3 separate regions of the Drosophila melanogaster genome follow, and regions 2 and 3 are each linked to region 1. A link is a contact called in public Hi-C and HiChIP or PLAC-seq data. All regions are on one chromosome and are shown on one strand. Each heading gives the region's core, a stretch centred on a gene start, on an enhancer-like site or on the middle of the called end of the contact. The rest is flanking DNA. Distances are from core to core; before and after follow the strand shown. Region 1 holds the start of CG5800. Region 2 holds the start of CG16952. Region 3 holds the start of Cdc50 (Cell division cycle 50).

Region 1 (3,819 bases), core at 737-3,236:
AAATTCCTACATGGATTTCCTTCCTTGTTGCCCTTCCTCACTCCTCGCCGTAGAAAATGCTGAAAGTATAAAGGTTTATTGACATATGAGTAACATGGTTGAGTGTGGATATCAAAACTATAAACAAAATAATGAAGAAATCAGACACAATGCGTGAAATTAAGCAACGAAACGGGCAAATATAAACTGAAAGTATCAACTGAGGAATAACTGAATTTAATACTTCACAGCTGTGTCGTTATTCTAACCTTATTGTGTATATAGAGATATTAAACGCACCGGTTTTTGGCGGAAGAGCGCTTCGAGGAGCGTTCAATACGATTGTGCAGATTTGTCCTGGGATAGCATTCATCGACGAGGCGCTCGGTCTTCTTGGGCGATTCGCGCAGCTCCTTAACGTCCACGTTCTCCTGGGTTGCTTGTTTCCGCATAAACTTTTCGATAAGCGCATCGCACGCCAGATTCTTACTCGGCTCCCAGGAATCATCCTTCGGTCCATACTTCTTCCATCGGATCTTAAACATGTCGCCCTCCTTGGTGGCAACGTGATCAAGAATTTTTTCGACTTCCCATTGCTTTTCTGGGTCGATTGAATCGTCGGCTTTCTTGGTGCCGGCGTTCCGTCGACCACGTCCCTTAGCCTTCTTAGCGTTTGGCGAGGACTTCGATTTAGCTGCAACCTTCTGCAAAGCAGCAAAGATAAAAAAGTTGGACTTCATTGATCAAAATACTGTCCTATAAATAAAATGAATCTTAAAGTATGAGGCATTTTTGGCCAAGATAACCGCCATATAACGAAATTACTCTCAACTGACTACACTTTCTCATCAGCGTTTCAGTGTAATGTTTTAAAAGCATACATTTTTATATGTACGCCAGTTAGCGCTAATGATTTCGAATAATAGTACAGTCATCATAATCTAACCTTTTCGAAAGGTTTTGAGTCTCAATGTTTTGTAATTGCTGACTAGAATTTCGTAGAATTTACTGAGGGTTCAATATCTAATTGGGTCTAGTATTTTTTGATTTCTCGAATTGATGTCTCACCTGGGGTTGAGCTGATTTCTCATCCTCTGTTCCAGCATCGACATCGGATTCCGAATCCTTTTCAGCAACCTTCTTGCCATTTTTGACGGAAGAAGTCGAAGCCCTGCTCAGCTTGCGCTTCTTGATCGGACTTGATGCATGTGCAGAGGCTTTGGAGGTGGAGGGCAGTTCATTGCTATCTTCCGTTTCACCGCGCACGGATCGCCGTGTCTGGCGTTTGATATTTGGCTTCCTTGGCGAACTGTCGGCACTAGGGTCTACATCGGAATGATTAGCATCATCATCCGAATCCTCTATAACGATTTTTTTGCCATTTTTGCGGGGCGAAGTGGTGGCGTTCCTGGCCTTGCCCACCTTGCGCTTGTTCCTTGCAGCTGGTACATCCACGTTGGAGGTAGAGGTCTGGCAATCGCTGTCTTCGCTGTCAGAGGCCACAGTCAGTTTGGCCTTTCGTTTGTTCGGCGTCTTCCTGGACGATCGACCTGTCCCATTGGACTTTTGCTGGTCAATCTCCTCGTTTTCGCTCTCGTTGGCGACTCCGTTCCTGCGCTTACTTTCTGCCACCTTCTTACTCGCCTTGGCCATAATGCACTTGTTTATCCGGTTGTGTGACAACGTCCAATTTGCTCTACGGTGGCGATTTCAATTGCCGCGTACCAGCAAAACAAATTCTTTATAGAGTTTTTTGACGACTGTACACTTGGCAGTGTTACCAGACTGCAAGAAACAAAAAATCACGAAGTCGGGATATGCAGTTTTATAAATATATATATATTTATATTTCCTGGGAATATTTATTTAATGTTTATCAATCGAGATCCCGAGATCGAATCGAAGTAAGAAAGTAAGAAAATTAATTCTTTCCAAATTTCTAGAAACGGTAATACAAATTAGTGGTCGATACATTCGACTTGAAATGCGAATTAATCGATTGAATAATCGTTTCTTCTCTCATCCCTAATTCCAACCGCGTGCGAATTTCAATACGTTTCGAAACGACCGCATTTTGGTCAATAAACAGAGGGTATGCAGCGCCAGAAACCCAAGGGACCCGGCAAACCGGGTTCGCGTTTCAAGCCGGGATCCGGCACGTTCAAAGGAGCTGGTGGTGGCCGGAAAAGCGGCGACAACAGCCAGAAGCGTCCGCGCCAGGAGATCAACAAGTCGCGACTGGCCGCCACCGAAGCGGAGATCCAGGACCTCAAGACCAAATACGCAGAGATCGATGCTACTGCCATTAAGAAGTTCGCCCAGTTTCCGCTGTCCAAGAAGACCCAAAAGGCACTGGCGGAGTCCAAATTCGTGCATCCCACGCAGGTGCAGCGGGACAGCATTGGACCCGCACTGCAGGGCAAGGATGTGCTGGGCGCGGCCATCACAGGCAGTGGCAAGACACTGGCCTTTCTCATACCCGTAAGTTGGTCCTCGTCCCTTCTTCGAAAGAAATTGCCGGCTGTAAGTTATATATGCAATGGTCCATTTATTGCAGGTTCTGGAGCATCTGTTCATGAACAAATGGTCGCGCACCGATGGCGTTGGCGCTATCATCATCTCGCCCACCCGCGAGCTAGCCTACCAGATCTTCGAGACCCTAAAGAAGGTGGGAAAGCACCACGACTTCTCCGCCGGCCTCATCATCGGAGGCAAGAACCTGAAGTTCGAGCGCACTCGCATGGACCAGTGCAACATACTGATCTGCACACCCGGAAGGCTGCTGCAGCACATGGACGAGAATCCTCTCTTTAATACGAGCACCATGGAGATGTTGGTCCTGGATGAAGCCGATCGCTGTTTGGATATGGGTTTCCAGAAGACCCTGAATTCAATCATAGAAAATTTCCCACCAGTGCGTCAAACGCTGCTATTCTCGGCCACGCAAACGAATACGGTGCAGGATTTGGCGAGGCTTAATCTAAAGGATCCGGTCTACGTAGGCTACGGAGGAGCGACGCCAAGAGAAGAGCCCAGCGCCAGCACGAAGAAGACTCCGAACACAGCTGTCTTGGCAGTTCCTGAGCTTTTGCAGCAGAGTTATGTGGTGTTGAACCTGGAGGACAAGATCACCATGCTGTGGTCGTTCATCAAGAACCATTTGAAGCAGAAGATCATTGTGTTCGTGGCCAGTTGCAAGCAGGCCAAGTACCTGTACGAGATATTTTGTAAACTGCGGCCGGGTAGCCCGCTGCTGGCTCTCTATGGAACGCTCCATCAGGATCGTCGCATTGCCATCTACGAGGATTTCCTTCGCAAGAGCCACGTCGTTATGTTCTCCACTGATGTGGCATCGCGCGGTCTGGACTTTCCTGCCGTCAATTGGGTGGTGCAGTTGGACTGCCCGGAGGATGTTTCACAGTACATTCATCGAGCTGGACGATCTGCGCGGAACAAGACACGCGGCGAGTGTCTGTTGGTTTTGACACCCAGCGAGGAGGAGTACATGATTAGTGCGCTTAAGGAACAGTTGAATATCGACATTCGTTGTGTGCAAATCGATCCCAAGAAGCTCTTCTCTCCGCGCGTCAAGATCGAGGCCTTTCTGGCCCAATTTCCCGAACTGAGGGCAACCGCCCAGCGCGCCTTCCTCTCCTACATAAAATCCGTGTTCCTGATGCGCAACAAGCGCTTGTTTAATGTGTTCAGCCTGGATCTAGATGCATTTGCCCAATCGCTCGGCTTGGCGGTTACGCCGCGTGTTCCCTTCCTCGAAAAATTCCTGTGGCGCCAGAAGCAGCTACAGCAGCAGAAAGAACAGGGTGATAACGCAAAATCGAT
Region 2 (3,819 bases), core at 335-2,834, 1.8 Mb before region 1:
TGCCGAATACATCGTGGAGTCCACTGGCGTGTTCACCACCATCGACAAGGCATCCACTCACTTGAAGGGCGGTGCCAAGAAGGTTATCATCTCGGCCCCATCCGCCGATGCTCCCATGTTCGTTTGCGGCGTCAACTTGGATGCCTACAAGCCCGACATGAAGGTGGTCTCCAACGCATCGTGCACCACCAACTGCTTGGCTCCTCTGGCCAAGGTGATCAACGACAACTTCGAGATCGTCGAGGGTCTGATGACCACCGTTCATGCCACCACCGCTACCCAGAAGACCGTCGATGGACCTTCCGGCAAGTTGTGGCGTGATGGACGTGGCGCTGCCCAGAACATCATTCCAGCTTCCACTGGAGCTGCCAAGGCCGTGGGCAAGGTTATCCCCGCCCTCAACGGTAAGCTCACCGGAATGGCATTCCGTGTGCCCACTCCCAACGTTTCCGTGGTCGATTTGACCGTGCGCTTGGGCAAGGGTGCGTCCTATGATGAAATTAAGGCCAAGGTTCAGGAGGCCGCCAACGGACCCCTGAAGGGTATCCTGGGATACACCGATGAGGAGGTCGTTTCTACCGATTTCCTCAGCGACACCCACTCGTCGGTGTTCGATGCCAAGGCTGGCATTTCGCTAAACGACAAGTTCGTGAAGCTGATCTCTTGGTACGACAACGAGTTTGGCTACTCCAACCGCGTCATCGACCTGATCAAGTACATGCAGAGCAAGGATTAAATGTGGAACACCAAGAACACTACCCACCCACACTCTACGTAAAAGTTAAAGATTAGGGCGCGGTAGAATGGGGTGAGACACTTCAGAAACGGCCTGAAAATGGCATCACATAACTTATATATATATTGCTCCCCGGTGGAGCATCACCTACATACATATGCGCTATGCTCTGAAATGCTACTGTTTTCGCTCTTCAATTACCAGCCACATTGGAAAATTATTAATATAATACATCCATTATACACATAAATATGTTTACTGTTGTTGAATAAAGTTTCACTCTGTGTGTAGTTTTAAAAATGCCGACTCATAAGCATTTAAATATTTATTTTTGCCTTTTTATTTGGTATAAACCGTTGAAATACCTAAAATAGTATGAGTATTACTTTAAATTGTTTTTTTCATTTGCTATATTTGGAAGTAATATATATATAACAGAAATGTGTCGATATTTTTTTTAAGTCGATTGGTTTTTGAATGATTACATAACTTGTTAAAGTTTTCAAATAATTTTAAATGAGCCTGATTCTATGGTATTGTTATCGGCAAAAATCGGGCTTTTACAGATTTCGATAAGAGCGACCTTAAACCCTTCAGTTGAAGCAATGTATAAACAGAAGTTATCGATATTTGGAGAGACTAACGGTGGCATATTGTCTGTGTAAGCCTGGCTTTTTGGATACATTTCTGAGAAAATAATGTTTCTCTGCCGATTTATATTTGCATAATTGGCAAATATAATCAAATATTTTGGTTGACTGCATCATTTCAACAGCACTTCACCATTATATCGTTATCGATATTTAATCGCTTGCTATACCGTCTTTTCGATTAATTTTCTCACACGGGCACACTAATTTTCAGAACATTTTAATACTGGCATGTAAATAAAATAATCAATTGATGAAACCTTAAAATAAAATGTGAATTATTCAACATGCAGTAGCAACAAACGGACACAAATCAGCATAAGAGTTCAAGACTTCTGGTTCTTGATGAATGTAAATGAAAGTTACCGAGTGAAAACGCCATAACTTGTGTAAAACTGACGGGGCGAACAAAGAGTATGTTTTCCGAGCGAATTTAACGATTGTGCAGTGTGTGTGTGGTACACATTTTCCCCAACGAAATATAATGAAACATAAGTGCATCGGGTAAAATCATCTCGAGTTCACATCTTACGTATGTGCGTAGTGAACATAAATCTGTATACATATTGGTATATACATATGTATGTATGTTGGAGATATACGTGCGGACGCTTTAATAATTAATATTTATAAACGGTGGCTAAACATTTCGAATATCTTTGTTAACATTATACCGTAACTTGTAATGTTTTTCAATGCAAATTGTACACATGTATAGAAATTTTAATAGATGTTCAGTTGCACATGTGCAACAGTGCGTTTCTCTATACATATGCTCATCTATTTTTGTGCATGTAATTTTAACATTTCAATGTTGTTCATGAATGAGTTTTGGAAAATATAGTCCAATTTAAATAGCGGTTAAAAATGCTGGAAAAAGTCTTGTAAGAATGTGTATTTGGCTGCAGATGTGAACTGTTTATACATACATATACATATGTACATATGGCACTGTCGTATTGGCAACTTCGTGTGTACATAAGAGTATATATGTGTGTATGTATTTTGTGGATTTAAGAGAAACGAAATATTAGAATGTAAAGTGCTTGCTTTTAATGGTTTCAAAAATGTAACAGTGGAAGTTTGTAAAAAGATTCATAATATTTCTACTTTTGCTTAACAAATTCCCTTCAAATGCAAAGCAAATGCTTGCTGTTACAGCTTTAAAATGTGATTTTCTTATTTTTCTAAGTGGGAATGTCCCATTTAGTTTCAAATATATACATACATATGTGGGTCAATGTAGCACCTACTCAAAAATCTATGTATGTACATAATATAATGGTCCCACTTTTCGTTGTTTATTTTGTCGATATGTTGCCATGTATGCGTGCATGTGTGTGCTAATTTATATCTTTTAAAACAATATCTTCCAGATAAACAACATTATTTAGGCTCGAAACAAATTTTTCAAGGCTAAACTTTCCTGCAAACATGAATAACTTTTGGGGGCTCTAGGATTTTAAGCTGGCCAATCGGTTGGCTTCTTATCAAAAACAGTAAACAATTGGATCTCGAAGACTGAATGCAATAGCACAGGTTTGTACTGGTTATTTAAATAAGGTATATGAAAAACTAAAATTAACAAGAGATTCTCTCCAAAAACATTAAAAATGCATGTCCTGCGAGTTTTTTACATGTGAGGGGGCGGAAAAGGCGTGGCCACAACTTGAAACAACTGTTAACTTTTGTTTTTCGATAACATAACATTAAAATGTTAGCAGCAACAAGATTAACATTGATGTTTATAGGAAACCTATTGTTTTTTTTTTTAGCTAGAAAAGAATGATAATATAGTTACTTTGATATTAACAATATTATTTTCTTTTTTCTTTAAAAATATGTTACTAAATTTGTTTTTATCTTAATTTCAGAAAGATCTGTCTGGTGTCATCATGTTCACGAGAAAATACTTTTTTGTTAAGGGTTCAAGGAGTTCCCAAAGCTGAATTTATAAAATGCTGAAAGAATCCTTGCACAAAAAGGTAACGAACAAATAAATTATATAGTTGCTATGTTGTATCTTATAGATCGCTTTTTTTCAGAACCAGGTTGTTATTAACGCGCTGCTAAAAACCGTATATACAGGCATTAGAAGCATGAAATTTAAAGATATTACCCACTGTGCGTGTCCTGCATAGAAGCACCTACACCAAGTACCGCAGACAGTTTAGTATTTGGCATCTGAACCTGGCACTACACTCAAAATGGGAGCCAACACGTCGAGCAGCAGCTATCTCACGGCGGCCTCGTCGGGCAGCGGAGCCAATAGCAATGCCAGCAACTCGAATGGGAACCTATCGGCTATGCCCCCGGGCATGGGGGAGATTCCAGGAGGTGGCGGTGGATGCTCGGGTGCTTTCGGAAGCAGCAGTAGTTGCGGCCCCAGTGGGAATGCAGGTGCAGCTCCGGGCATTGTCATCAGTGGCGCTC
Region 3 (3,819 bases), core at 693-3,192, 1.2 Mb before region 1:
TTTGGCCAGTGCCCGATTAGGTAAAACGCTACTATCAAACGCTACTTAATTGTCAATACTTATCGCGCACCGAGCAAAACGCTAATTTGGCCATGAGAAACGATTCGGCTTCAATGGGGAATGAAATACTCGACTCTTAGCAGACTTAATGAACTATAATGCTGTGGGAGTGGGGGATAAGGGCAGGATGAATGACGATCGGTACAATGAGGATGAATCAACGATGTGCGATGATCAACTCACCTGCGACTGCATCGCATATGAATAAATAGCAGGGCCAGGCCCAGGGTGATGCAAATGGCACCCACCACAATGTACGCAATGCCCAGGAACGGGTTCTTGCCACCGAGCACGGATGTGGTGGAGAGTATCATTCGCTTCGTGCCGTCGAACGACACCACCGGATAATCTGAAGGGCAAAACACAAATACATTAGATACAGCATTCGCGATATCCCAGCCATTCGTACTTACTATACTTAATGTTAAGCGTATAATTGCCAGACTTCAGGCCGTTGGCATAGTTGGTGTTCGTTTGGTTGAGACGGCGATATAGCTTCCGGAAGCTGGGCAGAGCGGCGGTGCGCATCCACACGATCAGATCCTCGTTCTGGAAGCCATTGTTGTCCGGATTCTCCGGGTCCAGGTCGGCCAGACCCTTCTGCCAGAAAATTGGCTTTGAGAAGCCCTCAAGGGAGACGTTCAGGTTACCCTCTGGGTTTCGGAACTTGACGCGCTTGTCCGACGGCCAGGCAATGCCCGTCTTCAGCAGCTTGATCTCGGATCCACCCTGCAAGAGGGTCAGCGTGTCTGGAAGATATCAATGTTAGTTGCGGTACAGTCAAGGTAGTTTCTGTGCCGCACCATTGAACAGCGAGTTGGCAATGGCACCGCAGGGCGCGATGGGCTTTCCGGAATCGGGATCATAGGCGAAGGGGGCACAGTCTGTACTGGGCGTTTGCGACAGGTGACCCAGCAGCTGCTCGTCGTCCCGTGACTTCACATAGCGCCGATGGTTCTGATAGTAGTTGGTCAGTCCGTAGTACATGTATACCACACCCTTTAAAAAAGGAAGTTAACGAAATACTTAAATGAGAATCTCTTTCTAAAGTATTATAAGGAATCCAAATCCACTATCAATATCATCAATATCTTTTCCAAACCTGCTAAAAGCAATGTTGATAAATGCCTTGCAGATTATAAAAGCAGCATATAGCTTTTCATTTGAACTACTTCACTACCTAAACTAAGAGCTGATTAATTGAGCTGGACAGCTACTGAAGCTCTGGATCCCTATAACTCACATTGAAGTCCGAGGGCAGGACGAAGGGCACCTCGCAGGGGCACGTAACGCCGGGGTTGGCCTCCAGATACTCCGCACAGGTGGTATTTCCGCCCGAGCGCCTGCACTTGGTGTAGTCGATGATCAGCTCGTTGGCGGTGTTGCTCAGGTGGAGCAGGACCACGCCGATGGGTATGAATAGAACTCCGATAACGAAGAAGGTGGGCAGTACGGTGCGGGCGGTCAGGACGGGCTGCCAGGCGGGCAGGCGCTGTTGCTTGAAGGCCGAATCTGTGGGTGGACAACATGGGAAACGGGCAAACGTGAGCGACTTGGCATGACCTCATGGTTAATGCAGGGACACCAGGATGGGCCCCGAAAATCGATTTGCCATTGGATATTAGTCATTCCCCTCCTTATCACTTGTTACGCAGACAAGTGTGTGTGAGTGTGTTATTGGGGGATTGGGATTTGGATGGGGCGACTCGCATGAAACTGGGTTTTCACCTGAAGGTCGCTTGGACTTCGCCGCTGCACTCTCCTCATTCTCCGCTTGCTGTGTGGACATGGTGGCTTATCTGGTTTCTCGCTATGCTCCTCGAAAAGCTCCTTGGTGTCCAAACGCTGCAAGTGACTCCAATTGAATAAAGTAAATACAATAAAATTTCGATGACAGCACATGAGTCATCGATATGTATCGATACCTGCAGTGATGGTATATATCGATGAAATTTTATCTATATTTAGCTTTTGCTCCATTTGGCTTACCTTTGAGAAATATGTTAAACTAAGGTAAGAGGAAAATCATTTGTCTCTCCAAATTCGTCGTAATACCTCCAAATGAGCAATGCTCTAGCCATCCCATTCAACTATCGATAGTCAGACCGCGAATAGTATCGATAAGGCGTCGCATGCAACCGCGTGGAGGCGGCGTTTTCGTTGTTGTGTCAAAACAATAAGCGAGCAGCAGAATATCAGCACACCCATCCAGCTAGCAAAGATAAAGGCGAAAAGGCTAGACCAGCAGAGATTGTGATTCACTTTGCCACCCACCAGTGCAGTACATACCCGCGCTCGCTAACATTCGATCCACCTAAACCACGGTAACACAGAAACGCCAACACACATACACACAGTACGCAGCGGCAATGAAAATCACAGTGACGACCAGCGATGACAAGGTCTTCTGCTTGGACGTGGCCCAGGATCTTGAGCTGGAGAATCTCAAGGCCCTCTGCGCGATGGAGATCGGTGCGGAAGTGTCCCAAATAGCGGTAATTTTCAACGGGCGGGAGCTTTCCAGCGACAAACAGACGCTGCAACAGTGCGGAGTCGGCGACGGCGACTTCATCATGCTGGAACGACGCAGGAGCGCCAATCGCCCAGGTGAGAGAGAGAGAGAGTTGAAATTCGGCGTTGGAATGGAAACGAGATGGGAAAGTGGAAAGAGCGGGGTGAAGAGAGGGGGAGCCATTATCCTTATGTGGGTCACGTTTTTCCCCGTGGAGGGGGGGGGATCTTGAGTGTGTTTTGGAGGATGGTGAAGGGGGTTCATTGGTCAGATAACGCGAATTCGCACAATAATAAAATTAATTATTGTCCTACATGATCCATAACACGTTTATATTCAAATGTCGCTTAAAAAATACTTCAGCAACATAATATTTAGGAAAAACCGGGAAACCCCGAATACGTAGTGCGAACATTTCATTTAACAATACTTTTGCAATGTGAAATTTGAACTGTGCTCATTTTTTTTTTAATTTGTTGGCGTTATTAGTTGCTAGATTTTTATGGAAAAGCGCAGCGAGCACAGCTCATCTTTTTGCGGCGCAATTGGTGTTAAAAATAAACGCCTTGCTTCGTCTGACTTTCTTTTCGCAAATTCCAAAAAAACAGCGGCACACAGACACGGGAAAGAACACTGGAAGTGTGTGCTGTTTCCACTGCAGCAGAGAGGGGGGTTCGGGTTCGGTGAGGAATGGGCATACCAATGAAAGTGGAGGAGCAGCAGCAGGTGCGTTGCCTTTGCCTCAGTCTCAGCCCCATGGATCCACCCACTTGGGCCGCCCACTGTGGCCGGACCACTGTTTTGTTGACCCCTGAATGCGCATTTGGCCTTGTCAGCTTGTCCATTGAAATGGGATCGTGTATATATAATTGTTTTGCTATATACATATGTACATATGTATGAATGGTATTTCTGCACACATGTGCACACATTTTGGCGACTGCAGACAGGTGTGGGCGGTGAACAATTTTCGATTTCATTTGACCATTGCACAGCACTTTGGACTCCATGACTCGCACGCGAGCAAGCTCATTTGGCAGCCAGAAAATGAGTTCAACTACATATCACTTATCTACAGATATGTACATATTATCTAGTTAACACAACTGCACTTGCATTGGTTTATCTCGCTAGTCTGATGTTTTTAATTCGATTATAGATCACAGATTAATTAAGTTCCATTCAAATTGGATGACGGTGATTTAATCTATCTCGACAAACGTTTATACATATGCACATATGTATAT

Evidence for each region. A called contact is a pair of places that touch in the nucleus more often than the background predicts. HiChIP or PLAC-seq counts read pairs in DNA pulled down with a chosen protein or histone mark.
Region 2: a POLR2A S2P HiChIP or PLAC-seq map of the Kc167 cell line shows a contact between it and region 1, with 5 times the contacts expected there. The contact joins the promoter of CG16952 here to the promoter of CG5800 in region 1. A contact is called at or near these places in 23 of 107 Hi-C or Micro-C datasets (the Kc167 cell line, the S2 cell line, brain and 6 more) and 1 of 6 datasets of contacts at active chromatin or transcription factors (the Kc167 cell line).
Region 3: a contact with region 1 is called in a Hi-C map of the Kc167 cell line, with 2.5 times the contacts expected there. The contact joins the promoter of Cdc50 here to the promoter of CG5800 in region 1. A contact is called at or near these places in 27 of 107 Hi-C or Micro-C datasets (the Kc167 cell line, the ML-DmBG3-c2 cell line, the S2 cell line and 9 more) and 1 of 6 datasets of contacts at active chromatin or transcription factors (the Kc167 cell line).

Annotation. Positions count from the first base shown.
Region 1 is chrX:17,634,295-17,638,113 of dm6, forward strand. It overlaps CG5800, which reads left to right and starts at 1,987. Exons shown (of 2, transcript NM_133002.2): 1 at 1,987-2,460; 2 at 2,537-3,819. The coding sequence starts at 2,074. It overlaps CG8289, which reads right to left and starts at 1,750. Exons shown (of 3, transcript NM_133001.3): 1 at 1,048-1,750; 2 at 280-683; 3 at 1-59. The coding sequence starts at 1,632. The coding sequence ends at 38.
Region 2 is chrX:15,868,599-15,872,417 of dm6, forward strand. CG16952 reads left to right here and starts at 1,585. Exons shown (of 6, transcript NM_001298375.1): 1 at 1,585-1,890; 2 at 2,763-2,925; 3 at 3,261-3,371; 4 at 3,432-3,819. The coding sequence starts at 3,594. Gapdh2 (Glyceraldehyde 3 phosphate dehydrogenase 2) reads left to right here. Exons shown (of 2, transcript NM_080714.4): 2 at 1-1,063. The coding sequence ends at 736.
Region 3 is chrX:16,439,354-16,443,172 of dm6, forward strand. It overlaps Cdc50 (Cell division cycle 50), which reads right to left and starts at 1,943. Exons shown (of 7, transcript NM_001298398.2): 1 at 1,789-1,943; 2 at 1,304-1,572; 3 at 864-1,059; 4 at 474-809; 5 at 244-409; 6 at 71-161. The coding sequence starts at 1,849. The coding sequence ends at 146. rngo (rings lost) reads left to right here and starts at 2,200. Exons shown (of 4, transcript NM_001298399.1): 1 at 2,200-2,667. The coding sequence starts at 2,430.